2 separate regions of the Triticum aestivum genome follow, and region 1 is linked to region 2. Evidence: chromatin contacts called from public Hi-C data. All regions are on one chromosome and are shown on one strand. Each heading gives the region's core, a stretch centred on a gene start, on an enhancer-like site or on the middle of the called end of the contact. The rest is flanking DNA. Distances are from core to core; before and after follow the strand shown.

Region 1 (4,468 bases), core at 1,758-4,257, 320 kb before region 2:
AATCACGGAAAGCAGGACCATGGCTGCATGAATGCACACGAAAACTTAAGCATCAGGTAGGCAGGCATGCTAGGAGAAGACTAAGATTGGAACACATAATCTTACTTGAAAGGACACAAGTATTTACCCGAGGCTCGTCAGACCACGCTTTACGAATACGATTCCATGAATCATGAGATGCAGCAGGGCGTTCTTCAGATCGGCATTTGTGCGATATCGCGGCATTGGCTTGTAGAGTGTTATTTTGCTCAGGCCTCCAAGGGAACAGTATCCGAAAGAACTGCTTGTGTACAATCGAATCAGTGCTTTCTTTATATTATTTTTCATAATAAACCAAGTCAATTTAATAATTGAAAAAATAATACTCCCTCTGTATACTAATATAAGACGTTTTAGCTCACTATTTACTGGCCTAGGGATTATATTACTAGATAACACACTCACGTTTTATAGCCCAGAATCAACATACAGTAAGGAAATGCTCTTGCTAAAGTCTACATATCTAGCTAATGCGATAATGAGTGCAGAAACTACAGCAGCCAAAGTGTAAAGGTGGCGCCGGTTTTAGAGACTTCAGAATGTTCAATCAAGCCCTCCTTGCTCGCCAAGCTTGGAGGCTACTGACTAGGCCGGACAGCTTGTGTGCACAACTGTTGAAGAGCAAATATTATCCGAATGGGAAGTTGGAAAATACTGCATTCGCAGGGAATGGGTCTTCAACGTGGACAGCAATCAGTTATGGTCTTGAATTGCTAAAGAAGGGCTTAATCTGGAGAGTTGGAGACGGGAAAAGTATTAGAATTTGGAGGGATAGTTGGATCCCTAGGCCCTTTTCATATAAGCCAATTTCTGTTCAGGGGCGGTGCAGAATTCGCTATGTTTCTCAGCTGCTGAATGACAATGGGTCGTGGAATGTTAACACACTGCATTCAGCCTTCTTACCATGTGACATATCAGAAATATTGAAAATCAAAGCTTCACCTAGACCAGGTGAAGATGTGATCGCTTGGGGGCCGGCTAGAAGTGGTACTTTTTCAGTCAAGTCGGCGTATAATCTTGCCTTTGAAGAATCTTGCAGATCGACAGCTCAAGCATCTAGCTCAGCACCGGATGGACGGCGTAGTTGCTGGCAGATTATAATTATTTGGAAAAGCCATGTGCCTCCTACTGTCAAGAATTTTGCATGGCGTGCATCGGTGGACTCTCTCCCTACTTGGCAGAACAAATATAAACGGGGTCTTGAGTTATCAGGGACATGCCCTGTTTGTAATCGAGAAACGGAAGACACTTTCCATGCTCTCTGCTGCTGTCCCTTAGCTGTGCAAATGTGGAAGTGCATGCAATTGAATTGGCGGCTGCCGAATCTGGAAGAGGTTCAAAACACAGGAAGGGAGTGGCTGCTGAATGTGCTCCATCCTTTGCCTGAGATTGATAGGTGCATGCTCTTAATGACCCTCTGGCGGGTGTGGCACAACCGAAATGAAGTGACCCATGATAAGGTCCCTCCTTCGTTGAAGGTGTCAAGGAGCTTTGTGGTTAGTTATGTGGACTCATTGGTGACTCTCAAAAACTCAGATTGCGACCAAAACAAGGGGAAGCATACTATCTCGTATGAGCATCTGTCCAACTGTACACACACTGCCACGGCTGCAGTTCCTGATGTCAAATGGACAAAGCTTAACATCGACGGGTCTTGGACTACTGATGACCGAGCAGGTGCCGGAATGGTTCTTCGCGATAGTACTGGGAGCATTATTTTCTCTTCATGCAGATGCAGAGTACTTTTCTCTTGCAGGAATGCTCTTGAATCTGAACTTTCTGCTTGTATGGAAGGTTTATCTATCGCTTTACAGAGAACTGATCTTCCAATACAGGTGGAGATGGATTCTTTGGAGGCAGTAAATATGATCAATGATGATAACACGAACAGATCCATTTTTGCTACTTTGGTGCGTGAGATTAAGCTATTAAGGGAACTCCGTGAGACCACCTTTATGCACATTAAGCGTAGTCAAAATAGTGTTTGTGATTTCTTAGCAAAGTTTGCTACAAGTGAAGAAAGAACCGTTGTTTGGTTAAACTCTGGCCTGTCAGAGGTTATTGAACTTTGTAATTCAGACTGTAGCCTTGCTACAACTTGATCAATAGAATTTTCACCCGCAAAAAAAAAAAGATAATGAGTTCATGAAGGAAGTGCTGCGATCTGTAAAGAAGGTCGAGCTGAGCTCAAGCAAGCAATCAATGGGGAAAATGCTATATTTAAAAAAAAAGTGAAATCAAGATTTGACGCCATTGCACCATTGGACGGAAAAATCGACTTAGACCGAAATAAAATCAAAATCTTTTATGCAAATCGAAGTGGGGAGTGTCAAATGCTGCTAAACAACGAACATCTTTTGAGGCGATTAGGGAGAATCTATAGCGCCGCCATCCTAAGCAGGATTGTTCTTTGAAAGACGCTAGAAAATAAATTCGTCGGGCAAGCCATCTCCTAACGGCCGGGGAGTCGATCGGGGTCTCCAGCAAAATCCTGGAGCCCACCCCGACGGTCCAACCCCCCCACCCACCCCCGCAAGAGTCAAAGAAACGGGAGCCCAAGAGGCGGATGCGCACCTGATCGTCTTGGCGCGCGGGGCGGCCCGCTCGACGGAGAAGCCGGCGCCGGCGAGCGCGCCGCGGAAGTAGAGGTCGTCGTAGTGCCGGAACAGCTCCTGCAAGCCCGGGTTCTCGTCCTCGGCCTCCGGATCCTGCCCCGCCTCCATGGCCTCCCCCGCCTCACAAGCCCACGCCTCAGGCGAGCGCCGGCGGCAGCTTCGCGGGCAAGGATAGATGAAGCGGCACTGCGGCAGCAGCAAGATCTCTCCCTCCCTCCCTCTCTCCTCTCCTCAGGCGAGCGGCGGCGGCAAGGAGAACCCGCGAGGGGGAAAGGGGTGCGGGGGGATTGGGGTTTTAAGGCCTCCGCTGCCCCGTGCATGAAAGAATGGCGAGTGAGAGTGAGTGAGAGAGAGAGAGAGAGGGGGTAGAGTAGGAGCCTAGGAGAGGTGCGTCGTGGGAGTGTCAGCGATGCTGACGCGCGGGCCCGCGTGGAGACGCTGGTTCCGCGTGGGCGCTGCTGTACGGACACTCGTGCGTGTGGAAGAGAGGCGCAGAGGGGGACGCTCTGGAGGCGCTGCGTGGGCGGACGGCTGGGATGCCGCGACGCTTGGCGTGGGCGCGGCCTGAGCCGCCGGATTGAAAAGGAAAGGTCACGCGCGGACTTGACTTGGCCTAGCATGTGGGTGGGTGGGCCCGCGCCCGGCGGGAGCTACAGGAGTAGGACTCGACGTGGGAATGAAAAGGGGCAAAGGCGCTTCCGCAGAAAGGACTGGAAGCGCATACCAGAAGTGCGCAACTTCTTTTTTACTGTGCCAATCCTGTTCAACTTTTGTTTCTACCGCGTACTAGCGTTGAAAGCAAAACTTTTATCTTTACTGCGCTCACGCTTGGATTTAGTGGATTTTACTGGATTCTCGTAGCGAGCTCGGTTCCCGAGGGATGGTTTTATCTGGCCCGTTTGGAGCAGAGGGGAAAAGCACCGATGGAATTTATTCCAAGCACTGTTTCTGCCACAGGGTTCCGCAGGAAACCGGAAAAATCCACCCGAACCTGTGCCGCACTGCGTACGGAGGAGGCGGAGATGCTCAGGCCGACTCGAGCTCGGCCGACAAAAATGTTTCTTTCTTCCATATGGTCTTTTTAATCAATCAAGAAACCGGAGCAAAACCACAAGCTAGTTTCTTCCTCGCAACTGAAATTTTACATTGTAAACGAATATGACCACCTTTGAGATAGAAATGAAGACGAGAACAAGTATCACATGATCGAGAACGTTGCTACATGCACGACAATGGCTGCGCGTTTTTTGCACCACAACTCAACTCGGCCTTCCATCGTGTGTGTTGGAACATGGTTGTTGCATCACATGTCCTCTGACAATCAGGTTCAAGGAGTCGTGTGTGAAATAGTTTCACATGATTAAGTGATGATATTTAGGCTTTGTCTCTATTGTCCCCCGCGTCGCTCCCGTGCGAGCGGCTCGGGCGGAAAAGCAACCCTAGCTGCGGCGCAGAATCCTTCCTCTCCTCTCCGCCGCTGTCGGAGGAAGTTGCAGGGCGAAGCCTCTGCGGCCGACGGCGGCGGAGGAGACCTTGCTCGCGTCGTGGGAAGGCCTCGAGCACGACAGAGCCCTCCCTCGGTGACCGCGGCAGCGTTTTCGTGTGGGTCTCGTTCTGGCACAACCAGCTCTGGCGACCTGCATCTCGTCCGTGCCGTGGCTTGGCCGCTCGAGCACGGCGTTGGGGTGGTGGAGCGGCGCAACGGATGACCCGGGTTTGATCGGAGACTGCCCTGTTGCGGCGCAGGCGGTCTAGATCCACCTGGATCTGGTCTTTGGTGGTCCGCGCCGGGTGTTGGGGATGTTGCGCTCAGC
Region 2 (4,558 bases), core at 1,969-4,468:
TTTACTGTTTTTCTTCTGATTCTTTTATTTTTATTTTTAAACATTTCTGAAATCCAGAAAAAAACATTCTTGAACTTGCGGACAATTTTTAAATTAATGAATATTTGTTTTTTATTGGCAAAAATTCAAGTTCATGAACATATTTTCAATTAGTATAAATGTTTTCAATTCGTATATTTTTTTTCTTATTTTATTTATTTTTAAATTCACAACTATTTTTTGAAATTTGGGAACATTTTTACTTCATTAATGTTTTTTTCTTAAATTCGGTAAATAAATAAAATTTACAAATATTATTGAAATTTCTAAAGTGTTTCTAAAATTTATAAATTGTTTTCATAGAAGATCGAACGAAACATATAGAAGTTGGATGAAAAAGCCAGATTCTCGTGAATGTACATATTTTTTTTCCTCACAGAGAAGCACAACTTCTCGCAGAAGTGAATCTGTGCTTCCACGAGAAGCAAAATTGTACTTCTTGTGAATCACATAACTTTTTCCCTTTCTGAGAAGATTAAATATGCTTTTTGTGTAAACAAATATGTGCTTCCACGAGAAGCAAATCTATGCTCTCGTGAAGGCACATATCATTTCCCTTGCTGAGAAGCACAACTGCGCTTCTCGCAGAAGCAAATCTGTACTTTTTGTGAAAATATAGACTTTTTCAACAAGCACAACCGCGGTCTGCAAACATGATTTTTTTTTGCTCTAGAACGGAAGAAGGCATGGCAAAAACTAAAAAGGCCAAAAAGTACATCTAAAACCCAAAAATACCTATAGACAAAAAAGAAATAACCAAAATCTAGAGGAAGGGCCCGACATGCGACTTGTGACGGCGGCTAGTCGCACCACTCGACGAGCTGGCTTGCAAGAAAGTGTCCCTTGCGCAAGGCATAACCCTTGTTTTTTTAGAAACACCCTGTAATTTTATTTATACTCATAACAATTACAGATACACTGATTTGGACGTATGATCTAAGAAAATGCAAAGTAACTCCTATGATTAAGAATTACAATGAAATCTTCTGAAAACACCTTCTTTGCGGTATCATCCCTGCTCGAAGAAATACTGCGAAGACTTCGGTAAAGAGGCCGCAATTGGACTGAAGCAACAATGTTGTCACTCTTTCATCCGCACGAACATTACTAACAATGGTTTTTGAAAGTGCCTTGAGTCGTCCATCCAAAAAGATGGGAAGCCTTGATCGATGAACTTACTTGGGCCAGGGTTGATCCCCTAGAAGTGCAGGTTGTCGAATCACTATATCTTCACAACAGTGACGATGAAAGATTTCACCTCCACAAAAAATCAGACCAACACAAAAAGCTTGACACAACAACATAAACTCATCAGATCCAAATAATCGGACCAGCGAGGGCAGAAAATTCTCTGACCTCATGGCTCCTTAATTGCTTCCAATAATCCATGCGAAGAGCTTTGCTGATTGATTTCATGAATTGAGACTTCATTTCTTTCTCATAATAAAGTTATAAGTTCTACAACTGTGCCTTCAGGAAGTGTACTGTAGGAAGGGGAAGCCCGACACCTCGACGTGGGACGCCCAGTGCACCGGCGTCGCCCGAGACGAACCAACCGGCTCCACCATGCAAAGCCGCATCGGCCGGCACGCTCGCCTCATCTCATCAACCGCCCAACTCGGCGAGCCGCGCGCGCCCGGTGCCCTGCACAGGAGCCCCGGCACGGCACCTCACCCTGCGGCCGCGCCACAAAAAGCAGGAGCCAGACCACGGAAAGCCACGCCGAGGCACCCGCCCAGTGACCACCGATAGCGCCGCACCGACGACGACCGATGCCGTCGGCTCGATCACATCGTTTCTCACCGTTTTCTCCACCTGAAACGCAACACAACAGAAAAATTCACGAGTTTGAAAAATAAATAAATCATAAAAACTAAAAATGTTTCAAAATAAAATGAATAAAATAAAAAATAAAACAATTCACCAAAATTCAGACTAAAAACAGACAGAAACAAAACAGAAAAAAACAGGCCCGAAAAAACCACGATAAGAACCAAACTATCACTATAGTTCTATCTGGGCCGCCCATTTTCGGTCGGGGATGTGCGCCGCGTAGGGATTAGCCTGGATTTGGCACCTATGGGATTCGACCTAGTGCGTGCCCTTTCTATTCCTTTTCCACCGGTTTTGGAAAAGTTCTATAACCGCCATTTTACCATTTTTCTTTTTATGTGTTTTCTTTGATGGTTTATCAGTTTTCTTCGAAATCTTTTATTTTTATTTTTCTATTTTACATTTTTTAATCTGTAAACATTTCTGAAATCCAAAAAACAAAAACAAAAAGTTAACATTTCTTGAACTCGCGGACAACTTTTAAATTAATGAATATTTGTGGAAATTCGTTTTTTTAATTGACAAAAATTAAAATTCATGAACATATTTTCAATTAGTATAAATGTTTTGAATTCATATTTTTTCTCTTATTTTATTTATTTTTTATAAATTCGCCACTATTTTTTGAAATTTGGGAACATTTTTACTTCATGAATGTTTTTATTTAAATTCGGTAAATAAATAAAATGTACTAATATTCTTGAAATTTCAAAAGTGTTTATAAAATTTATAAATTGTTTTTCACAGAACATCAAACGAAATATATAGAAGTTGGATGAAAAAACCAGATTCTCTTGAAAGCACATATTCTTTTCCATTTCCGAGAAGAACAAATGTGCTTTTCGCGTAAACAAACATGTGCTTTCCATGCGAAGACCTTTGCTAATTGATTTCATGAACCGGGCCTTCATTTCTTGCTCACAAAGTTGTATGTTGTGTAACTGGGCCTTCAGGAAGTGTACTGCAGGAAGGGGAAGCACGACACCTCGGCGTGGGACGCCCAGTGCACCGGCGTCACCCGAGACGAACCAACCGGCTCCACCATGCAAAGCCGCATCGGCCGGCACGGTCGCCTCATCAACCGCCCAACTCGGCGAGCCGCGCGCGCCCGGTACCCCGCACAGGAGCCCCGGCACGGCCACCGCGCCACAAAAAGCAGGAGCCAGACCGCGAAAAAGCCACGCCGAGGCGCCCGCCCAGTGACCACCGACAGAGCCGCACCGACGACGACCGACGCCGTCGGCTCGATCACATCGTTTCTCACCGTTTTTCCCACCTGAACTGAAACGCATCGCATCGCATCGAAGGTTCAAAACCCCTGCGCGTGCGGCCCCCACTCCGCCCGTGCCCACCCCCTCCCCTACTAGTACATCAACCCCGGTCGCGGTCGCGCCACGAGAGACGTAGGCAGCGCCCATCTTTTGACGCCGCCTGTGCCTTTTTCCGGCGGAAGGCAGGCAGGCAGAAGAACCCCGGGACACGGCCCGCATGGACATCAAGGAGCGGATCCGCCGCACGCCGCGGGAGGAGGAGGCGCCCGCGGAGGCGTCTCCGCGCGGGAGGAAGGGCGGCGCGGCGATGCTGCTGCTGCGGTGGTCCCTGCCGGCCGCGGCGCTCGTCGTCTGCGCCGTCCTCCTCCTCATGCTCGCCGGGGGCTCCGCCGCGCGGAGGGGCCATCTCCTCGACGCTGATCCCTCCGGGCGCGATGACCTGCGCCTCGTCCGTCCGCGAGATGGTACGTACGTGAGACACATACCACGGATACGCCTGCGCCCGTAACGCAAGTTTCCATTTTTGAGTTCGGCTGCCGCTAGGACCACGGCTTTTGTTCGAACCCTGAATTCTCGGACTTGTACATTCAGGGTGCCAAGCATGGCGCCTTTAATGTCTGGGCTCCATGACTTTCTTCGCTGGGCTGATACTCCCTCTTCTCTTTTGACATGTGCGCTGATACTCCCTAGTTATTGCAAGCGAGTTTTTTTTTTTCCAGTATTTTTTGTGTCAGTTTAGCTCTTAAACTTTAAAATGTTGCAAGTTGCTAGGTTTTGGTACGTTTGATGTTTACTGATATTTACCGTCGGTGATGGTAATTGTCAGTGACTAGCCACAACGTTCTTCAGATCACAATGTGCAGTATGAGCGCAGTGAACACTATTGCCTACAGAATGCTGGGGTTCTGAATGCCGCCCCGAGCTCTCGTTACATGTGTATTTTTTTTTGTACTAATTGCTAAATTTCCTTGTATACCGTGATATCCATAGCATATGAGCATTGATGCTAAATTACTTTACCATCATTTGCCATGGTAAACAGGGTCAGCTTTGTCTAGTTTATGTTTCATGCGACTGTTGTTCCGTGCCTTGTCTTGTTTATGCACTGCATTGTTCTATCCTTGTCATCCGCATTTACTGACTGACTTGAGTAATCCGCGCCTACCTCAGGCATCAATGACACTTGACCAAAAGATGAACATTTTGTTTTCATTTTTCTTCTGCAGATTGAAGCATAACTCTTATGTTCTGTACATGAATTCTGATACAATGTTTTTCTGTTGTTGTGTTTTCAGAAGACGGCACCTCAGGATCTCCGGAAGTTGTCAAGGACAAATTACTTGGAGGCTTGCTAGCTCCTGGTTTTGATGAACAATCTTGCCTAAGTAGATACCAATCAGTACTGTATCGTCGAA

Evidence for each region. Hi-C and Micro-C count contacts between places; a contact is called where the count stands out from the background.
Region 1: a contact with region 2 is called in a Hi-C map of leaf, with 3 times the contacts expected there. The contact joins the promoter of LOC123138362 here to the promoter of LOC123138359 in region 2. A contact is called at or near these places in 2 of 5 Hi-C or Micro-C datasets (both in leaf).

What each region holds. Positions count from the first base shown.
Region 1 is chr6B:624,320,682-624,325,149 of IWGSC CS RefSeq v2.1, reverse strand. It overlaps LOC123138362 (actin cytoskeleton-regulatory complex protein PAN1), which reads right to left and starts at 3,007. Exons shown (of 7, transcript XM_044558325.1): 1 at 2,614-3,007; 2 at 128-280; 3 at 1-44. The coding sequence starts at 2,762.
Region 2 is chr6B:624,000,705-624,005,262 of IWGSC CS RefSeq v2.1, reverse strand. It overlaps LOC123138359 (galactoside 2-alpha-L-fucosyltransferase), which reads left to right and starts at 3,218. Exons shown (of 2, transcript XM_044558323.1): 1 at 3,218-3,607; 2 at 4,439-4,558. The coding sequence starts at 3,361.